Linked DNA regions of Mus musculus: all the other regions are linked to region 4. A link is a contact called in public HiCAR-type and promoter capture Hi-C data. All regions are on one chromosome and are shown on one strand. Each heading gives the region's core, a stretch centred on a gene start, on an enhancer-like site or on the middle of the called end of the contact. The rest is flanking DNA. Distances are from core to core; before and after follow the strand shown. Region 1 holds the start of Lap3 (leucine aminopeptidase 3). Region 2 holds the start of Med28 (mediator complex subunit 28). Region 3 holds the start of Lcorl (ligand dependent nuclear receptor corepressor-like). Region 4 holds the start of Cpeb2 (cytoplasmic polyadenylation element binding protein 2).

The links. HiCAR-type assays count read pairs that join an accessible place to other places. Capture Hi-C pulls out chosen DNA fragments and counts their contacts.
Region 1: a promoter capture Hi-C map of liver shows a contact between it and region 4, with 7 times the contacts expected there. The contact joins the promoter of Lap3 here to the promoter of Cpeb2 in region 4. A contact is called at or near these places in 4 of 39 promoter capture datasets (the C10 cell line, liver and pre-B cells), 5 of 484 Hi-C or Micro-C datasets (CD4 T cells, CD8 T cells, embryonic stem cells and 2 more), 1 of 115 datasets of contacts at active chromatin or transcription factors (astrocytes) and 2 of 9 other capture datasets (adipose tissue and liver).
Region 2: a contact with region 4 is called in a HiCAR-type map of astrocytes, with 6 times the contacts expected there. The contact joins the promoter of Med28 here to the promoter of Cpeb2 in region 4. A contact is called at or near these places in 1 of 39 promoter capture datasets (pre-B cells), 3 of 484 Hi-C or Micro-C datasets (CD8 T cells, pre-B cells and uterus) and 1 of 115 datasets of contacts at active chromatin or transcription factors (astrocytes).
Region 3: a promoter capture Hi-C map of liver shows a contact between it and region 4, with 4 times the contacts expected there. The contact joins the promoter of Lcorl here to the promoter of Cpeb2 in region 4. A contact is called at or near these places in 1 of 484 Hi-C or Micro-C datasets (CD4 T cells) and 1 of 9 other capture datasets (liver).

Annotation. Positions count from the first base shown.
Region 1 is chr5:45,492,080-45,494,779 of GRCm38.p6, reverse strand. Lap3 (leucine aminopeptidase 3) reads right to left here and starts at 1,406. Exons shown (of 13, transcript NM_024434.6): 1 at 1,219-1,406. The coding sequence starts at 1,320.
Region 2 is chr5:45,518,939-45,521,638 of GRCm38.p6, reverse strand. It overlaps Med28 (mediator complex subunit 28), which reads right to left and starts at 1,410. Exons shown (of 4, transcript NM_025895.4): 1 at 1,155-1,410. The coding sequence starts at 1,313.
Region 3 is chr5:45,856,215-45,858,914 of GRCm38.p6, reverse strand. It overlaps Lcorl (ligand dependent nuclear receptor corepressor-like), which reads left to right and starts at 1,375. Exons shown (of 7, transcript NM_001163073.1): 1 at 1,375-1,568. The coding sequence starts at 1,418.
Region 4 is chr5:43,231,958-43,234,657 of GRCm38.p6, reverse strand. Cpeb2 (cytoplasmic polyadenylation element binding protein 2) reads right to left here and starts at 1,405. Exons shown (of 12, transcript NM_001368806.1): 1 at 1-1,405. The coding sequence starts at 1,195. The region is part of intron 1 of Gm7854 (predicted gene 7854); the gene reads left to right.

The DNA.
Region 1 (2,700 bases), core at 157-2,656, 2.3 Mb before region 4:
ACATTGTTTAGTACCCTGTCAATCAGGGAAAGTGTGTGACTTTGCAGAGAGGGCAGAAGAAGCAGGGCCTTCTGCCAAGCACTTAATGGTGTGGCTCCACATTTCTGTCACACGCTCCCCGCCCCAAACACCTGAAATAAGGATGTAAAACCACTGCTCATCATTTGACTTCACAAGGCAATTTACGACTTTTAAAATACTGCCTCCCTTACGGCCACTTCAAGGAGTACTTTTCTCTCATTTGCCAGATAAGGAAACCTAGTCCCTGACACTGGAGCTCCTGCGTAGTTAAACTTTGACAGTGCACATGCCTTCTTTCTGGTCAGGGCCCTTTCCAAAAAACACCCCAGGTACTCCGGACCCATCTTTCCACTGAAGAAAACAGGCGTCCTTAGCAATGGTAAGTGCTAGGTTCTAACTTTCCCAAGATTGTTCATTCTGGGGTTCCATGAGACCAACCTGGGACAATCCAATGTTACCGGCCAGGGCTGGAAAGGTGTCTGCCTAACTCCTCTGCTATCTGTGATAACTGCAGGCGACCTGAGTTCAAAGCTCCATCTGGAACATTCCTCCCTCACCAGGTCCTGGAAGTATGACCTGGAAGTACTCCAATGAGCCCTTCCAGACTTTTCCCATCTGAGGGTCCTTCATAATTTCTCAGACTATGGAGAAGACCCTCTTCCAATTTCAAGATGACCTCTCTCAATAAAACCCTTTCCCCTAAAAGGACAGAAACCCAATCCAGCAGTTTCCTCCCCCAGGGCCTTCCACTTCACTTCAGCGGGGGGAGGGGTCCAGGCCCTGTGACTGGCTACTCTGGAAGCGTAGCAGGCTTTGGGACAATCCTACCGTCGTCCTTTCTAGGGTCTCTGTGAGAACTAAAAGAATTGGCGAACTAGGCGCGTGTAATTTTTCAGAGCTCAGTTAGAGGAGTCAGTAAACACTGGTTAGGTGGAGTGAGCGGTTCTGCTCAGCCTTCAGAACCCAGCACTGTCCAGTTAGGAAGAAAGGACGCGCCCTCGGCAAACAGCATCGGCCGCCCTCGTCGCAAGCCGGGCCCAGGCTGGTGTCCTGCAAACCCAGGGAACTTTTCTGTTCAGCTCATTTCTGCAACTTGATGCGTCCGTCCGACACATCGCGGCCTGGATACGCCGGGTCACCCTGCTGCCCGCCGCCAGGGCTCGCGCGGCCGCCCGAGAGCGAGCCGCCTCCACTCACCTTCGTCATGTCTGCGGTGGACAGACCCCGATCCCAGAGACCTCTCACTCCCAGGCGGCGGAGCGCGACTCGCGCGGCAGCCGGAAGGGGCAGCAAGTACATCTTCTCGGCTCGGCCCTCGGCGCCGCCCTCCAGAGAAGGAGCACGTGGCGCGTGGCAGGGCGCGCGCCTGGAGGCGGGACCTCCGGGGTCGCCGGACGCGCGCTTGGAAAGCCGGACCTGTGCGGGGCCTTGGGGGCGGGGCCGTCGGCAACTGGGCGGAGACCCGCTACTGAGCCTTAGGGAAGGGCGGCAGGCCCTTGGGGGCGGGGCTTCTGTTCTTGCGGGCCGGCGTCGTGGGCGTGGTTTCTGCGGGCTCAGGGGCGTGTCGGCTTGCTCGTGCTCGCGTGGGAAGCCTGAGAATTTGGTTTAAGGCAGTTTAACAGAAGTATGTCAATTTTATTTAACAAGTTTGTGTATACATGGAAGCCCTTACAGGAAAATGAGGATCCTGAAAGTGATCAGGTCCAAGTGCTTATATTGAATAGTAAATAGTTATGAAAAAGTAACTAAGCATAAAGGAAAACAAAAAGAATGTAATAATTAGCTAAATAAGGTTCATTTGGGCAGATTTCTAGCTTCCTTAACGCCTCACCTCGGGTAAAAGTATTTGGGGTAGCAGTAGTTTACATGGTGGTTTGACGTTCTGCTTTGGGGTTTGGGAGACCCAAAGATGGCTCTTCTTGCATTTAGTTCTATTCAAGTGCCTTTTAGGTGCAAAATATTGATGCTCAAGTGGCATACTTTAATGTAGCATATCTGCCATCCTTCATTATCCAATAAGGGCAAGAAGTACAGTGATTACAAAAACTGTTTTGAAGAGTGTCTTATGTAGACATCCGGATATGGGCCATGATTGTCCCCATTAGTAGCCCACCCTCACTACTGACAAGGCTCATATTTTAAAGCTTTGGTCAGCAGCTCTTGGTCAGCAGCTCGTGGTGCTGCAGGGAGGAGGTGGAACACGTAGAACATGGGACCTAGTAGAAAGAAGTTGGGAGGTTTCAAGGAAAATGCTGTGATCCCAGGACCCGGCTGCCTGTCTCTGATTCACCACAGATGAAGAGGCATCCCATCGTATGTGTTCAGCATAATTGCTATGCTGGCCCTAAACCCGTGCACTGAATGACCACGGGAACCTCTGGAGCTAGGAACTAAAGTCTTTCCTCTTTTTAATTTGACAGCTTCAGAAAGTTTTGTCCTGGTGATAAAAAGGTTACTAACGTAATAAGATCAAGTTCCTTCTGCCTTTTTTATTTTGTTTAAGGACATTTCTTCCACAAGAAATGCCTCCAGACCATCCCACTGTGGGTTTTATGTCTCCTACTCCCAAAGCAACCTGTCTCAAATTGCTAATCACCTGTATCCTGCTCGTGTGTGTGTGTGTGTGTGTGTGTGTGTGTGTGTGTATGTGTGTGTGTGTAGGACGTGGCTTTCACTTCT
Region 2 (2,700 bases), core at 161-2,660, 2.3 Mb before region 4:
CCAGATCTGATGGATGGAAACAGTCAAAGGATTTCCCACTCCTGTAACAGCTCGACCAACCAGACTGCCTATTCTGTGTACGGTAAAAGTTAAGTCTTGTTGGACTTTTGGGGCGTGAGCATGATGTGCAGATTTCAGAAAACCTATGGCCCACAAAGCTTGGGGGCGGGGGGGGGGGGGGCTTCACCAACGGCAGTAGGCCATGCAGACTTAAAAAAAAAAAAAAAACCAAACCTAACTGCAAGCCAGGCAGTGGTGCTGCACTTGTTCAATCCCAGCACTAGGGAGGCAGAGACAGTTGTGTGTCCAAAGTCAGCCTGGTCTACAGCGCTTGTTCCAAAACAGCCAGGGCTACGCTGAGAACTTGTCTCAAAACAAAACAAAACAAAACAAAAAGACAAAAACTAACTTCAGAAACTTTAGTTCCTGCTGCACCTCCCAGCCCACCCCCCCCCCCCATCCTTTGAAAAACATTTAAAGCATGGACCTTTATGGACAGTCAGTCTTACGGAGGTTAAAAACAACGCGTGCCCTTCTATTAAAAGCCCAGTATTTTAGGACTGGTGCGATGGCTAATCCGGTAAAGATGTTTGCCACCACACCTGAGTTCCATCCCTGCATCCAAGAGTGGATGGACCCAAGCGTTCTACTAAGGTTTCCTCCCACAGTGAGAACTCAACTTATGCCAACAAAGAGCATTTACCAAATGAATAGAAAGCGAAAGCCAGAGAAGTCAAGGGATGGCACCCAAACAAGCTAACAGGTAGGCAGGTGCCAGGGGCCATTGGAAGGTCTACACAGAACACTAGAGAAAAACAGGAAAAGCGTCCAGTATGTGACCTGGAAACTCAGAGGACCTCAGCCGAGTGGGCCCGCTCCAGGGAAGACCAGATCCTACTAGACCCGCAGGGGATCCAACGAGCCCCGAGGTGGATGGGAGTTGGGCGAACTTCAAGGCCACGGTCTCCAGAAATGTCGCGGTTGCGGGGGCAGACCTGAGACGACCGGCCACAGGTAGTACCCAATCTACGGCAGGCGACTTCCATTCTCCGGTGCCCCGCCTCTACTAAACGCCGGGACCGAGAAAGGAGTTAACCTGCGCGCCTTCCGCACGCCTGTGAGGGCTGCACAGAGACGCCCACATCTCGGCTTACCTCGAAGGATGACTCCAACTCGTCCACCAAAGTGCTGTTAGATGGTCTCGGGGCCCCAGGGGCTGCTTGCAGAAGCGACGCCTGGCCTGGGAGCCCGGGCGGCGGCGGCGGGGGACCTGGAGGCTGCCCAGTGAACATCCCTCCCAGGGACGCCGCCATGTCTGCAACGGCGGGCGGAAACGACACCGGGCCTGTGTGCGCAGGCGCGGGCAGCCTGATCACGTGGCAGGCCTGGTCACATGACGGGCAGTTCGCCTATTCGCCCGGAGAAAGGATTTACCATCATCCTTGTTTCTGTGCGGTCTGCCCAATTTATAGCCGACCTGGGTTTACTCTTTTTTGACCTAAATACTAAATGCTGGGACTGGTTTAAACCAGTCACTTGCAGAGACCGAACAAGGGCGCTGGCCTCCCTGCCTCCAGCCAAGCCCTTGGGCTGTCCCTAAAGACCTTAGCCGAGTCTTTTCTGCGCTCCTTTAGAAAAATGAGTCATCAGTTCATTCTAGGGTGATTAAGGGCTTGAGATGTACCAAATGCCAATCTAGTCACTTGTTCTGGCTGGAACAACACAAGTTCCCTCTAAATTCTGGCGTGAGGTGACATCCTGAAGGATACCAGTGTTCCTGGCACTTTTCTAATCGTATATGATAACACCGGAGGGAAAGTGACTGCATCTGTTTTCATAACGGCTTTAATGTTTGCCTGTTCACTAATTCAGAAGCCAAATAGCCTTGTTGTCGTCGTTGTTGTTTAATTTTACAACACTTAAAAAAAAAAGAAAAATTATCAGCTGACCAAGTTTTCGCCGAAAGATTTCCTTGCCCTAGACAGAGGGTAGGGAATAAGTGACAGGAGACAGGATGAAGGAGAAGAGAAGGATGGGGAGTGGTATTTGTCACTGGAGGATAAAAGACTGCCTCTAGATAGAGAGGAGACAGATGCGGCACATAGTAAAATGGACATTTATAATGGTATAAAGGGAACCCCTGTGTTAGAATGATGTGTTCAATTTTAGTTGGACAAGTTAATTAGGTGAGCCAACGGGGACTTTTCATTGCTGGACTTCAATACGATGATATCTTCACCTTGGTAGTCAGCCTCAGGAAGTGGCCAAATAAGTGAACAAACCTCGGTGGCTAGCTTTAGGAACACAATCTAACAGTTCTTAGTAAAGCAGAGGAAATGGAGGAGCCGAACAAGGATTGCCAGAGCCATGCTCAAGTGGACTAGTGTCCCTTCAACTTAACTGAGTCCTTCTAGTTTCCAGATAGGCATGTTTAATAATCTAGACATAGTAGTAAATACCCCAAATAGGAAGAAAAACCTCATAAATACATACAGCATTATTTGTAGAGATAAGTACTGAGGGAAAATGCTTGGGAGTGGACAGCTAAGTGCTCTTTGATGTGGAGGGCCTCTCTAAAGAGATCTCATTTGGAATGAAAATTTAAATGGAAGACCTTTCTAGAAAAAAAAACCTAAAGAAATACTTTGCGGGGTTAGTCAGGTTTTAGTTATCTATATGCCCAACATCCAGAACTCTGTC
Region 3 (2,700 bases), core at 126-2,625, 2.6 Mb before region 4:
GCCACTCCTATTTTAAATTTCAGTTTCTGAACCGCCATCTAGACTATCTCTACTCTACACATCACCTTATTCTAGCCTCCCAAATGATAAGATTGCAAACATATATTCATAAACACATGGCTTCAAACTTCACATTCGAAAATTTCTGATGAAGATGTAATGCTACATTTTTACTTCTGATGCAACAAACGCTGAGCAATAAACTACTCTAAGAAGAAAAAAGAATGATAGATAAGACTATACCACAAGATAGGGCAATACAGAATTGAGAATTTGAGTTCCTAAGAATTAAAATATTTTTTTCCGCAAAGGTGAGTATAAATGCCCAGTAATGTACAGCACTTCTCTGTAAACTCTGGATGGCTTACAAGCTCTTGGTCCCCTGTGACAATACTGACATAAGTGTAGAAATGGCTCTGGTGCAAAAGTTTTTTTTTTTTTTTTAAGTAATTTTAAGTATATACTTAATCAAAAGATTCTCCTCTCCCCAAGGAAGTTTTCTCTAGCACAGAGCAGGATCCATCTATAACAATTACAAAGTGTTAAATCCCATGCAAGGTTAGTTCCCCCGATTTTTGTAACTAATCTCGCTTTTCAAGATCTCTTCGCTTCACAAAACTGATGTCCTCGCACATCTTTTCTGGATGCAGTAGGATGATTGGCAAGCGCTTTCGCTGAAAGTGAAGATAGATGACATTGACCCTGAAAAGTTTCCAGCACTTAAGGAGCTGCCTAGCCCAGCACCGCCAACTCTTGAGGCTTCCACCGTACTCCCCTCTTGGAACTCGAGGAAGCAAGCATTTGGGCGGAGGGAGTTAGAGGCTAAACCCACTGGGGGCAAAACATTAGAAGTCTGGGGCCGAGCTGCTATCTGGAAAAGTGCGAACTGGCTAGGCTAGGAGAGCGCTCAACGCGAGAGGACTACAAAGCCCAGAGGGCACAGCGTCGCTCTCTTGCGCTCCTCTACGGGACCTGCACGCAATGGAGGCTGGGAAATGAAGTCTTCGGACTTCCAGCGCTCCGCGCGAGGGCAGAAGGGAGGCGTTGCTGGTCCGCTCCTTCAGCACGCGGGTTCCTGGCTGGCCTCCGGGTTTCTCGCTCCCGCTCAGGGTTTTCGTGGACGGCGGGAGCAGTATGGCTTGCCTGAGTAAACTCTGGGGGGAGGAGGGGAAGGGAGTGGGTAAGGAGGCGGGGTCAGCGGAAGCGGCAGGTTGCTTCCTTCTCTCCGCGCTCCCTCCCCGCCTCTCCCCGAGGGAGCGGTGGGAGGGGGAGGGGAGGGCAGGAGGAAGGTAGTGACACGTGTCAATCAACCCCCCTCCGGGGGGCGCGCGCTCCGGGGCTCGCGCCGAGGGCTCGCGCCCCTGCCTCGTGCCTGCGCCGCTCGTATGTAAATGAGGGCGCGTGACGCGGGACGCAGATGGACAAGGGAAGAGAGAGAATGGCCGCTGCCGCCGCTGCTGCCGCCGCCGCCGCTGCCGCTCAGTGCCGGAGCCCTCGGTGCGCGGCGGAGAGGAGAGGATTCCGGCGGGAACTCGACTCTTGGCGCCACCGCCTCATGCACTGTGTAGGTAAGAGAGACACGGGCCGGGCCGGGCTCGGCGCCACGGTGCGGCTGCCGGAGGAGTTTGTGGCTGAGGGGTGTAGTTGGAGCTCCGGTTCGGGTCAGTTCAATGGGGAGCGATGGGAGCGGCGGCGGCGGCGGCGCGGCGGCCCCGGCGGCGCCTTTTGTCTCGGGGCTCCCTGCCCGGCGCGGTCCGCGCCCCGCCGCCCGCCTGCCCGGCTCCGAGCTCCCGGGGAACTGTTAGTTCGGACCCACTCTCCGAGCACCCCGCGGAAGCAGCCCGCCCGCTCGTGCTGCCCCGAAACTCCTCGGCGCCCGTCGCCACCCGCCGGTGCCCCTGTCACCGCGGCTCTCCACCGGGGCGGAGGGGACCCTGGAGCGGCGAGCCGGTCCGCGCCCCCGGCCGGGCGCTCACACACCCCCTTCTTGCGGCCCTGGGGCTGGCGGCGAAGACGCTGCCTAGTTCCTGGGACGCGGGACCAGGGGTTGCGGGGCGCTCGCGGGGCGGGGGGCGGGGGGCGGGAGAGGGTCGAGGGGCGATGGGGGCGGCGCCTGAGGGGCGGGGGGCGGCCGCCTCTGCCCTCTTGCGAGTGGCCTCGGATCTGTGTGTACCCCTTTAAGAAGGAGCCGCTCGAGCTGACGGTTGGGATTTGAAGTTCTTCCTCCCTCTTTGGAAGTCTGGACGGATGGGGGGTGTTGCTATGGCGACGGCACCCTCCCCACGCCCCCCCCCCCTTTCCTTGAGGACGCCCCGACGACTCCGGTCCTCTTTTCGCTGTCATGTGATGGACTCGCGTAGCCCTCCCCGCCTCCCATTCCTGTTCAAATGCAGTTCAGTTTTCCGTTTCGGTGGGGTCTGATCGGTTTTGCTTCAAACTTGCGCGCTCCCGGCTGTCATTCAGTGGGCTGCTCCGGGTAGCGGGAAGTACTGGGACTCCCTTACCTTGTTGCGGTCGCTGCTTTTCCTCACTCAGAGTGCGACGTGTGCCCACAGCTGTTACCCAGCAGGTTGGTTCAGTGCAACAGAGGGGCTGCGAGCGGAGGGTGTGCTTCGGCAGGGGTTACGGGGTAGCTTTTGAGGGGAGGAGGTGGGAGTGGAGGCTGGTCGGTGTTAGGAGTGGGTGGTTGCGTCGGTTTTC
Region 4 (2,700 bases), core at 156-2,655:
GCGGCTGCGGCTGCTGGGGTGGCTGCTGCTGGGTCGCCGGCGGAGGCTGGGGCGGCGGCGGCGACGCGGTCTGCACCGACCAGGGGGTGCCGAAGCCGGGCAGCGGTGGGGGAGACGCGGAGCCGCCTCCCCCTCCGGGGGGTCCCCCGCCCCCGCCGCCGCCGGGGTGCGGCAGGTCCGGGCTCTGCAGGCTGCTGAAGGCGCTGGTGCCGAGCGCCGCGCCGGGCAGGAGGGTGCTGGGGCTGTTGAGCAGAGGGTGGTTGGGCGACTCCATGGAGCCCGGCGCGGGGTTCACCGGCGGCGTCGAGGGGGGCAAGCCCGCATTGGGGGGCTCGGCGGCGCTGCCCTCGCCCGCGGCCGGGGTCTGGCGAGGGCTTCCCGCGCCTCCGTGGCGGCGCCGCGGAGCTGCGGGCGGCGAGGGCGGGAGCTGCGGGAGCTGGGGCAGGTCGACCGGGCGCTGCCGCTGGGCGAAGTCCTGCGGCGGGAGGTGCTGCGTGTGCGGGAGGCTGAACGGCTGAGAGCGCTGGGCGAGCGGCGCCGACTGCAGGAGCGGCCCGGGCGGTGGTGGCGGCGTTGGCGGTGTTGGGCTGAAGCGGCCGGGGCAGTGGAGCGGCGGCGGCGGCGGCGGCGGCTTCGCGTCCGGAGGGTGGGGACGGTGTGGCGGGCTCAACTCTTTCCTCTTCTGGCTGCTCAGCTGCTGCTGCTGCCGCTTACTGAAGTCCTGCGGGGAGGAGGTGCGGCAGCAGCAGCAGGAGGAGGCGGAGGAGGAGGAGGGGTGGTGCAGACTCGGTTTGAAGTCCTGGGAGGGGAGGAGGTGGGTCACACCCGCGTTCGTGCCGCCGCCGGGGTGGTGGCTGGGGAGCTGCTCTGCGGCCGCCGCCCCCGAGAGCGGCCTCGTCGGCTGCTGTGTCAGCCCGAGCAGTAGCTCATCCTGCACGGCCTGGGGATGCGCCACGAGCGGGGAGGAAGAGGAAGCTGCGGCTGAGCTGGCCGCGCCGCCGCCCGAGGGGATGGCGAAGGGGGAGGCGGCCTCGGAGAAGCCGGTGACAGGCAACGGCGGCGGCGACAGCGGGCCGAAGGGCGTGGCGGGCGGCCCGGCGGCGAAGGGCCGGTAGGCGCTGCCGCCGGGCGAGGATCGTGGGCTGCCGCTGCGCAGCAGGGCAGTGTGCAGCACCCCGAACCCGAAGTCCCGCATTTATCAGGCCGGCGGCCGCGGCAGGAGACGCACCCCGTCCCCTGCCCCGCCTAGAAAGCCCCGGGAGCCGTGGCGGCGCGGCCGTGGTGGAAGGATGGGGTCAATGGGAAAGGGACACTGTGACTGAGCCGGGGCACCGACTTGGGGCCCCGCCGCCCCTCACGGAGGCCACCGCCGCCTCCCGGAACCGGCTCCGGCACCACCGCCGCTGCCTCGGCCGCCGCCGCCCTCGCCGCTTAAGAACCCCGGAACGTGCGTCAGCAGCCACCTCACAATCGCGCCGCCCCTTGTCGCGCGCCCTGGCACGCGCGAGCGCGCCGCCGCCGCCGCCGCCGGCCTCGCCCCGCCCCGCCCCTCATTAGCGTGCGTTGTGGACCCTGCGAGGCAGCGGGCGCGCGCGGCGCGTCCCTCAGTCCAGGACCTTGAATGGAGCCCAAGGGGGTGAAAAAAAAGCCGGTGGAAGTTGGGGAGACGGCTAATGGGTCTCGAGCACCGTGCGCGTGCGCACGGAGGCGAGCACGCGCGGGCGTTGCGGACGGTTCCTGGGCAACCGCCCCTCCTGTCCCCTGTCGCACGCGCCCCCTCCTCAGGCCCCGCCCTGTCCCAGCCCCTGGGGTCACGTGAAGTGCCGCTGTCCCAGACCTGCTAGCAGGACTAGGGCGCTAAGCTTGCAGGACTCTAGAAGGTCCCATGCTCTGTGGTCGGGTGCGAGCCGCGCGTGCTGTCACCCACCCTTGCCACCGCTGGAAGGCATTTTTTTTTGTTTGTTTTTTAAGAGTAAAACGCGAAACACCGGCGCCTTTTGCAGCAAACATTTCCACTTCAGCAAGGGGAACAAAGTCTGGGAGCCGACAGGGCTCTGCGTGGTTACTCGCGCAGGAGAGCTCTGAGTAGGTTCTGAGACCAGCTCCTCCTGGCCCCGCTGCTGCAAGCCCTGGGTGCGCTGTCACCACAACCCAGGGGTGCCGGACTCCTCCTCTACAAGTTCTTTCTGGCTTCCTTCCCCCGGGAGACTCTCATCGGAACATTTCCGAAGCTTTATTAATTTTCAAGGGAGAAAGATTTCTCACATCAGGGGGGAAAGGAGATTGTGACTCAGCAGCGGACTTGTTGAGGCTTGTAAAGTGGAAGGGGAAAGGCTTTCCATGTAGACAGAGGAGCGCTGGATGGGGACTTAATCCAGTGTAATTCCTCCCCACAGGAACATTTTACACAGAGAAAACCACACTTGACTGTTTAGTCCAATGATAACTGATCCACACGACATAATAAAGAATTGTATGTTCTTAGTTTTTATTTTTAAGTTTTCCTGGTGCTTAGAAAACTGAAATTACTGAATGGATTCCAGAAATACCTACTGAAATCTCAACAGTTTGCAGAAAGTTGATTCAGACTGGACTAATGATGTTGTAACTTACTAGTCTCTTAAGGAAGTTAGGTAGATGTCTTTCTGAAGCCCCTGTCAGTTGAATTTGGTTCCTCATCTTATTTCAAAAGTATGCAAG